Linked DNA regions of Mus musculus: region 1 is linked to region 2. The links are chromatin contacts, called in public Hi-C maps. All regions are on one chromosome and are shown on one strand. Each heading gives the region's core, a stretch centred on a gene start, on an enhancer-like site or on the middle of the called end of the contact. The rest is flanking DNA. Distances are from core to core; before and after follow the strand shown. Region 1 has its middle 22 kb from the start of 1700028E10Rik. Region 2 has its middle 35 kb from the start of Kl.

Region 1 (2,964 bases), core at 115-2,614, 430 kb before region 2:
ATGTCTAGAGTGAAGAATATCTACTTCTAGTTTTCAACACTCTTTGTGTCATTGAAGGGTGGTAGCTGATGAATAGCTAGAAGGATAAATGAGATACAGAGTAGATCAGGACTAAAACTGAGCTTAAACACTTCTGCCAAACAACAGATGACAGCTTAGAGATATCCTGCACCGTGTGTGCCTGGCACAGGGCCCACTTTTCTAGAAGGGACAAAGACATCTTCTGCTCACCAATGGGTGAGTCCTGAAGGTAGGACATCAGACAAGTCATGTTCAAGTCTCTATGAAGTGCATTACATGGGCTGTTATAGGCTGTAAAATGGCTAACAGACAGTCCAGACCATGTTGACAGAAACAAAAGAGAGTCCAAGGTTTGTGCTTTGTGTGTGTGTGTGTGTGTGTGTGTGTGTGTGTGTGTATAGGTGTTTGTGTACATAGAGGCTACAGATCGATATAGGGTATCTTTCTGAGTTGATCTCTGTTGAAATAATTTTAATAAATATTTTAATAAATAAATCCTGGCATGGGGTTGCTTCCTATCTCAATGGTTTATGTTTCCAAATCTCTCTCTCTCTCTCTCTCTCTCTCACACACACACACACACACACACACACACACAGCCTTTACATGTAATATGCCTTAAGCAGCACAATAGCTTGGCAATTACCTAACCTCCCTGTTATTAGAATCTACCTCCCATTGATAATTCTGAGTTACTACTTATAAATTTCTATGTTCTATCTTGGCTGATCTTGACCCAGTTGAGCAGCCCTTTGGACTGGTCCTCTGGCCCCCTTACATGGCAGCTCTGCTCCTCTCTCTTGTCCACATCCTAGGCTTGGCATCTCTCCCTTCCTTCTCCTCATTGTGGTCCCAAGCTGGGGAAACCTAAAACCTAGCTTTCTCTTCTCCCTAGCTATTGGCTGTCATCTTTATTTACTAATCAGAATTAATTGGGGGCAGGTTCCCACAGCTACATGCAGACCTTCTCATGCAAACTTATTTTGGGGACCCCATTAGCATTAGAATACAAGCACTTAGTTACAGATCTTCTCTATACTTCTTGAGGCAGTCTCTCTGTGAGCCTGGAGCTAGGCTGGTAGTTGCAACCCCGAGAGATCTTTCCATTTCTGCCTCCCAGCAGTGAGACTACAGATACCTGTTGCCACGCCTAGGGACCTAAACTCAGGTGCTTACAATCAACCAGGAAGCACTTTATCTACTGAGCCATCTCCCTAGCCTTCTTGGCCTGTGAACTTTTTGAGTCACAGAAGCCAAAGCCAAGAGGTTTCTGGCTGAGCGTGTGACAATGCCACTTTGGCCTGGCCCCGTGTCCTTGACTTGGAAGAGCGGCCCTGGCACAGAGTCAGGACCGTGACTCATGAGTAGCTTTGGACTAATGTTCTGTTCACTTACTCATGAGGATAGAGTGGGTAGGACCAGGTGAAATGGGGAGCCGTGTTCTGGGCATCGAAGACAGGGAGAGTGCCGACTGCCATCAAGAACCTGCATCTGCATGCATGCACCTGAGTCCTGAGCTTCCATCTGGCTATGCTCAAATCTCTAAGAACACCGTGTGATGACCTCAGCTCATCCAGTCTTCTCCTGGTTCAGCCTTTGGTCAACTCATCGTTCAGCCTCCAAACTGGGGGGGGGGGGGCGGGGGGACAGGGGTGCCCTAACCCTTAAATGTGCGTTTTCTGTCACCAAATCCATCTCATGCTCATTTTTAAAACCTTATCTCCTGTTAATTCCATCCTTTGGTATCCTGCCTGACACCACCTTGGCCTGAGCCCCCAACCCCACCCCACCCCCAAACCCCCACCCCCGCCACCTTGAAATTGCAGCTCCTTAAAGTAGTTTTCCACCACATGGCCTGCACATGTCACCCTAATGCCTGGAAAAAGGAGAAAGAACGCTTAGTAGTCCACAGTAATTTTGAAGTCAGTCTGGTTATAAGGAGACTAAATCTGATCCCAGGTCTGTTCTATGGAAAAGTCCCTCCATGTCATTGTGTTGCCTTTGGTGGAAAATCAAATTGACTCTGACTTGACTTAGTGGTTCAGCCACACCACACTGTGTTTGGATCCTTAGGTATTTTTGAGGCCTGCCCCTTCGCCCCCACCTCTGATAGCTGTAGTCATTTTGTTCCATGCCTGCCAGCTATTTCATACTGTTGTTGTAATATGTGGACCAGTTATTGACACAGAAAAATAACTTGATTCAGTGCAAGGTCATGCTGATTACATATCCTGTTATGAGGTTTGTTAATCGTAAGAAATGCCACAAAGCTTTACATAGGACAATATGAACTGTTATGCCTAAAATGGCTTGAGTCAGTGCTAACCACCAGGCAGCACTTCCTGCACCTGCATATGGGCTCACCATGGGTTTTGCTGTTTTAGCCTTTATAAGCCGGCCCTGAGAAATGTTCAGGGTCCTAGCTGAGCCCCCAAATTCTGATCTGTGGCCCTGATCAGTCAGACTTAGGGTGTGCATTCAATAAACAATCCCTGTGTGACTGAGGTCAGTGTTTGTGCACTTTGTGGGACATTGTTGGACCACAACACTATTTACTAAACCTCTTCCTATTTGCATCAGTTTTGCACCTCTGACCTGGCATTTCCCATCTTCTCTCTGGCTCACTGATCCTCGCTGGCAAGGTTCAGCTTAAATGTCTACAAGAATGTATACCTTGCTCAGACTTCTGGCTGCTCTTCTTATTCTCCTGCCTCTCCTGACAGGTTTGCATTCTTTGGCTTCTCTGAAGTAAGAAAAAATTCCCCCCTCCACAGAATGTCTAAGGTGATTTTAAGAAGCAGAAGGTGGAGTTGAAAGACCTCACAAACTGCTTTTCCATTAGGACTTCTTATTTTCTCCTCCAGTACTGTTGGAGGAAGCTTGGACAGAGAGGCCCAGGTCTTGAGCGATGATTTTTCTGTACACTGGAGGCCTCCTCTGTTT
Region 2 (3,197 bases), core at 129-2,628:
AGTTACTCTATAGCTGTTTTTTTAGACACACCAGTGGAAGGCGTCAGATCTCATTACGGATGGTTGTGAGCCACCATGTGGTTGCTGGGATTTGAACTCAGGACCTTTGAAAGAGCAGTCAGTGCTCTTAACCACTGAGCCATCTCTCCAACCCTAAATCGCACCTCTTACCTGAGTCTGCGCTCCCTTAGCTAGATTTTAATGGCAGAAGGAGCAGTTGTGGGTTCTCTGGAAAGCTCACACATACAGCGGGCACCAGCCCACAAGCTCCCCTGGGGCCCTGACAGCTTTCTTCTGCTTCTCTGAGGCTATAAGAAACCTCGCAGGCAGGCAGACAGCGCTCCACCGCGTGCTAATGAGGATGGATCCAATGTGAAATCTCAGAACGAATTGGGCAAGACAAGGCCTCTGGCCATATTGATTGCTGGTCGCCTCTCCGTGCTCACTCGCTTTTAGCGGGGCTGTAATGGCTCCACTTAGATTGCTGCCGCTATTTTCTCCCCACACACCGATGTTTACTTAAGCCTAACCTTTCTAATAGATGCGCACCTCCCAAGCTCCTTCTACCTTTGTTCTGTCCACCATCTCTTCCCACGGCCGTGGCAGTGCGTTCCCTGCCAGCAGCCTTAATGTTACATAATTCTTTCATTGACTTCAATTTTCCCCAACCCCAGCTTATTAGCTATGACATGTGCCGTACAGGCTGAAGACCTGTATTATCTTTAAAAATGCATATTATGCGGTCTCATAATAAAAATCTATCTGCCATCCATTCTAAAGACCTTCCTTCTACACAAATAGCTTGAATATAAGATGAATAAATCAAACAAATTCCAGTTCAATAGCTGTGTTTTAACTAATTACCATTCTAGTGAAGGTGCTGATCTCCCATCTAGCATTCACTTTATTAATATGAACAGATGAGCACAGATGTTTGTATACACCTTTTTATTTCTATGAGCAAACCCTTGTGCCATGAAAACAGAACAAATGAGGCCCTTGGCTTCATCCCACCTGATACCTGAATTAGCAAGCCTGGGCGTTCCTGAGTTTTGTAGCCACAACAGAGTGCGCCCATCTGCCATGGGATGAGATGAGAACGAGAGCGAGAGCGAGAGAGCGAGAGAGCGAGAGAGCGAGAGAGCGAGAGAGCGAGAGAGCGAGAGAGCGAGAGAACGAGAGAGCGAGAGAGAGAGAGAGAGACAGAGACAGAGCAAGAGAGAGAAAGCAAGAGAGAGCGAGAGAGCGAGAGCGAGAGCGAGAGAGAGAGAGAGAGAGAGAGAGAGAGAGAGAGAGAGAGGTGATTCGTGTGAACTTTCCCTCCAGGTCATCTGAATTAATCCACCTTTGACCGGCAGTGGAGTTCAGAGCGTGCCTTACTAAGGTAAATTTACCAGCCAGTACCCAGTTTCATACACCTCAATTTCAGGCGATTTGGAACCAGGAAGGCATTGGGGCTTCTCTTGCAGAGGGAGAGGGACCACGTCTGTGCACATGTCATGCTGGGCTTGCTCAGCGTTCTGGCTTCAGCCCCCTCGAGCTGGGAGCACATGGCACAGTGTCTGGATATAAGCAGCAAACTCATCTTAATCCTCCTGGCCCAGCACAACGATCAGCTCCCTTCAGCAGTCGTCTCTCTGCCCTCCGCACCAAATTTGTTGGTTATTTGTTGGAAAGCGCTTCTGTTGTTCCTCCTTTCGCTGCGGTGTGCCCATGGCTGTTTGGCATCCACCCAGCTCTGCTGTGTTCTATCAGCAATGCTCTTTTCTGGGTCCCTTCGTGTTCATTTATTAACTTCTATCTCTCCTGCCCAAGTACGTGGACAGTGAGTTGTCACTCGCAAAAGGCGACGGCTCCTAAATGCATAACCGCGGCTCACTGGTCCGTGAACTTGTATTCTTTAAAAGTATTTCCAACCTCGTCTTTTACCTGTGAACTCTCTGACCTCCTCTTCAGAGGTGCATCAGGGTTCCCAGATGCCACCTTTGGACTTTGTGATGAGTTGTCTCTGTATCTTGCTTGCATTGGGGAGTAGTTATTGTGTTATAAAAAGATAAAGAGAGAAGGCTATGTTCTATGGGGTTTGGTGAGGTGTGGGGGAAGGGGATGCCTCAGTGGGCCCATGCCAAGACATCCCTTCCCTGTGAGGGACCAACGACACCACTGAATAGAGTATATTCAGGGCATGGAGAGGGGAGTTAAGAGGGTAGTAGAGGCAGAAAAAGAGAGAGAGAGAGAGAGAAGTGGAGGCCAGCCATGAGCATGAGTGGAGAGAGATGGAGAAGGGAATGGGAAGAGAGGGGGAAAGGGGCAAGGAGACAAAGCAGGAGCAAGAAAGGAAGAGCAAGAGAGTGAGGAGGGGGCAAGCAGCCCCTTTTATAGTGGGTCAGGCCTACCTGGCTGTTGCCAGGTAACTGTGGGGCAGAACTTAGACAGAATGCTAACAGTAGTGAGGGAAAAAGAGGCTGAGTGACCGGACCAGCCATTTGTTTAAGCTCACTGATCGATTGCTGGTCTGATTCTCTCTGTGCCCTGTTTGACTATGAGGGCTTCAAAGATGCCACCTTGTACCAATCTTTTGCCTCTTTAATCCCTGCTCTGTTCATTGGGTCTCTGAGCAGCTTTTAGTTGCACTGGGTGGCAGTAAACTGTGGGAGACACTCAGGTTTCGTTTTGTAGCCTGCTTGGTTGAGGGCAATGTCTGCATCCTCCTTTTGGAGGACAGTAGTTCCCAGGATTCTCCTGGAGCATCCCTCACCCTACATTTTGAAGACTCCAAGGTGATTTTGATTAGGTAAATTAGGCTTGTAGATATTTACTCTATTTGACATTTGAACCCAAGATCTTTTCAAGTAGTTATTTGTTGGGCTGACTCTGTGATCATGTAAAGGGGTAGCCATAAGAGCAGAGGTAGAAGCTACTCATGGACTCAACAATGCAGCCTTCCTCTCCTCTCACTTAGACACTGCCAGGCTAGATGAAACCATGTCAGCAACACACATCAACGCTGCACCCCAGGAAGGACACATCCCTGAGGAAGCCTAGCATCATGGTACACTCCCACGTTAGGAGCGCCAGTAGTTGGTTTGACATGATTGACTCTATTCTGATGTAGGCTGCCCCTTTATGTGGCCTTACTTGCTTGGGGGTGGGGTTGCTCAGGCATCAGTCCTATTGAACACCCCCCCCAGGGGTTT

What was found. Hi-C and Micro-C count contacts between places; a contact is called where the count stands out from the background.
Region 1: a contact with region 2 is called in a Hi-C map of liver, with 2.4 times the contacts expected there. The contact joins two enhancer-like sites. A contact is called at or near these places in 2 of 39 promoter capture datasets (3T3-L1-derived adipocytes and liver) and 1 of 484 Hi-C or Micro-C datasets (liver).

What each region holds. Positions count from the first base shown.
Region 1 is chr5:151,345,216-151,348,179 of GRCm38.p6, reverse strand. It overlaps a transcript of Stard13 not described here. Among named protein-coding and RNA genes, the nearest start is that of 1700028E10Rik, 22 kb to the left of the region's middle. Within about 2 kb of position 1,364, at least 40 of the 459 cell types and tissues checked have an H3K27ac peak or open chromatin away from gene starts, as enhancers often do. A contact at or near this core is called in liver, where this site is marked.
Region 2 is chr5:150,915,997-150,919,193 of GRCm38.p6, reverse strand. No RefSeq gene overlaps it. Among named protein-coding and RNA genes, the nearest start is that of Kl, 35 kb to the left of the region's middle. Within about 2 kb of position 1,378, at least 13 of the 459 cell types and tissues checked have an H3K27ac peak or open chromatin away from gene starts, as enhancers often do. A contact at or near this core is called in liver, where this site is marked.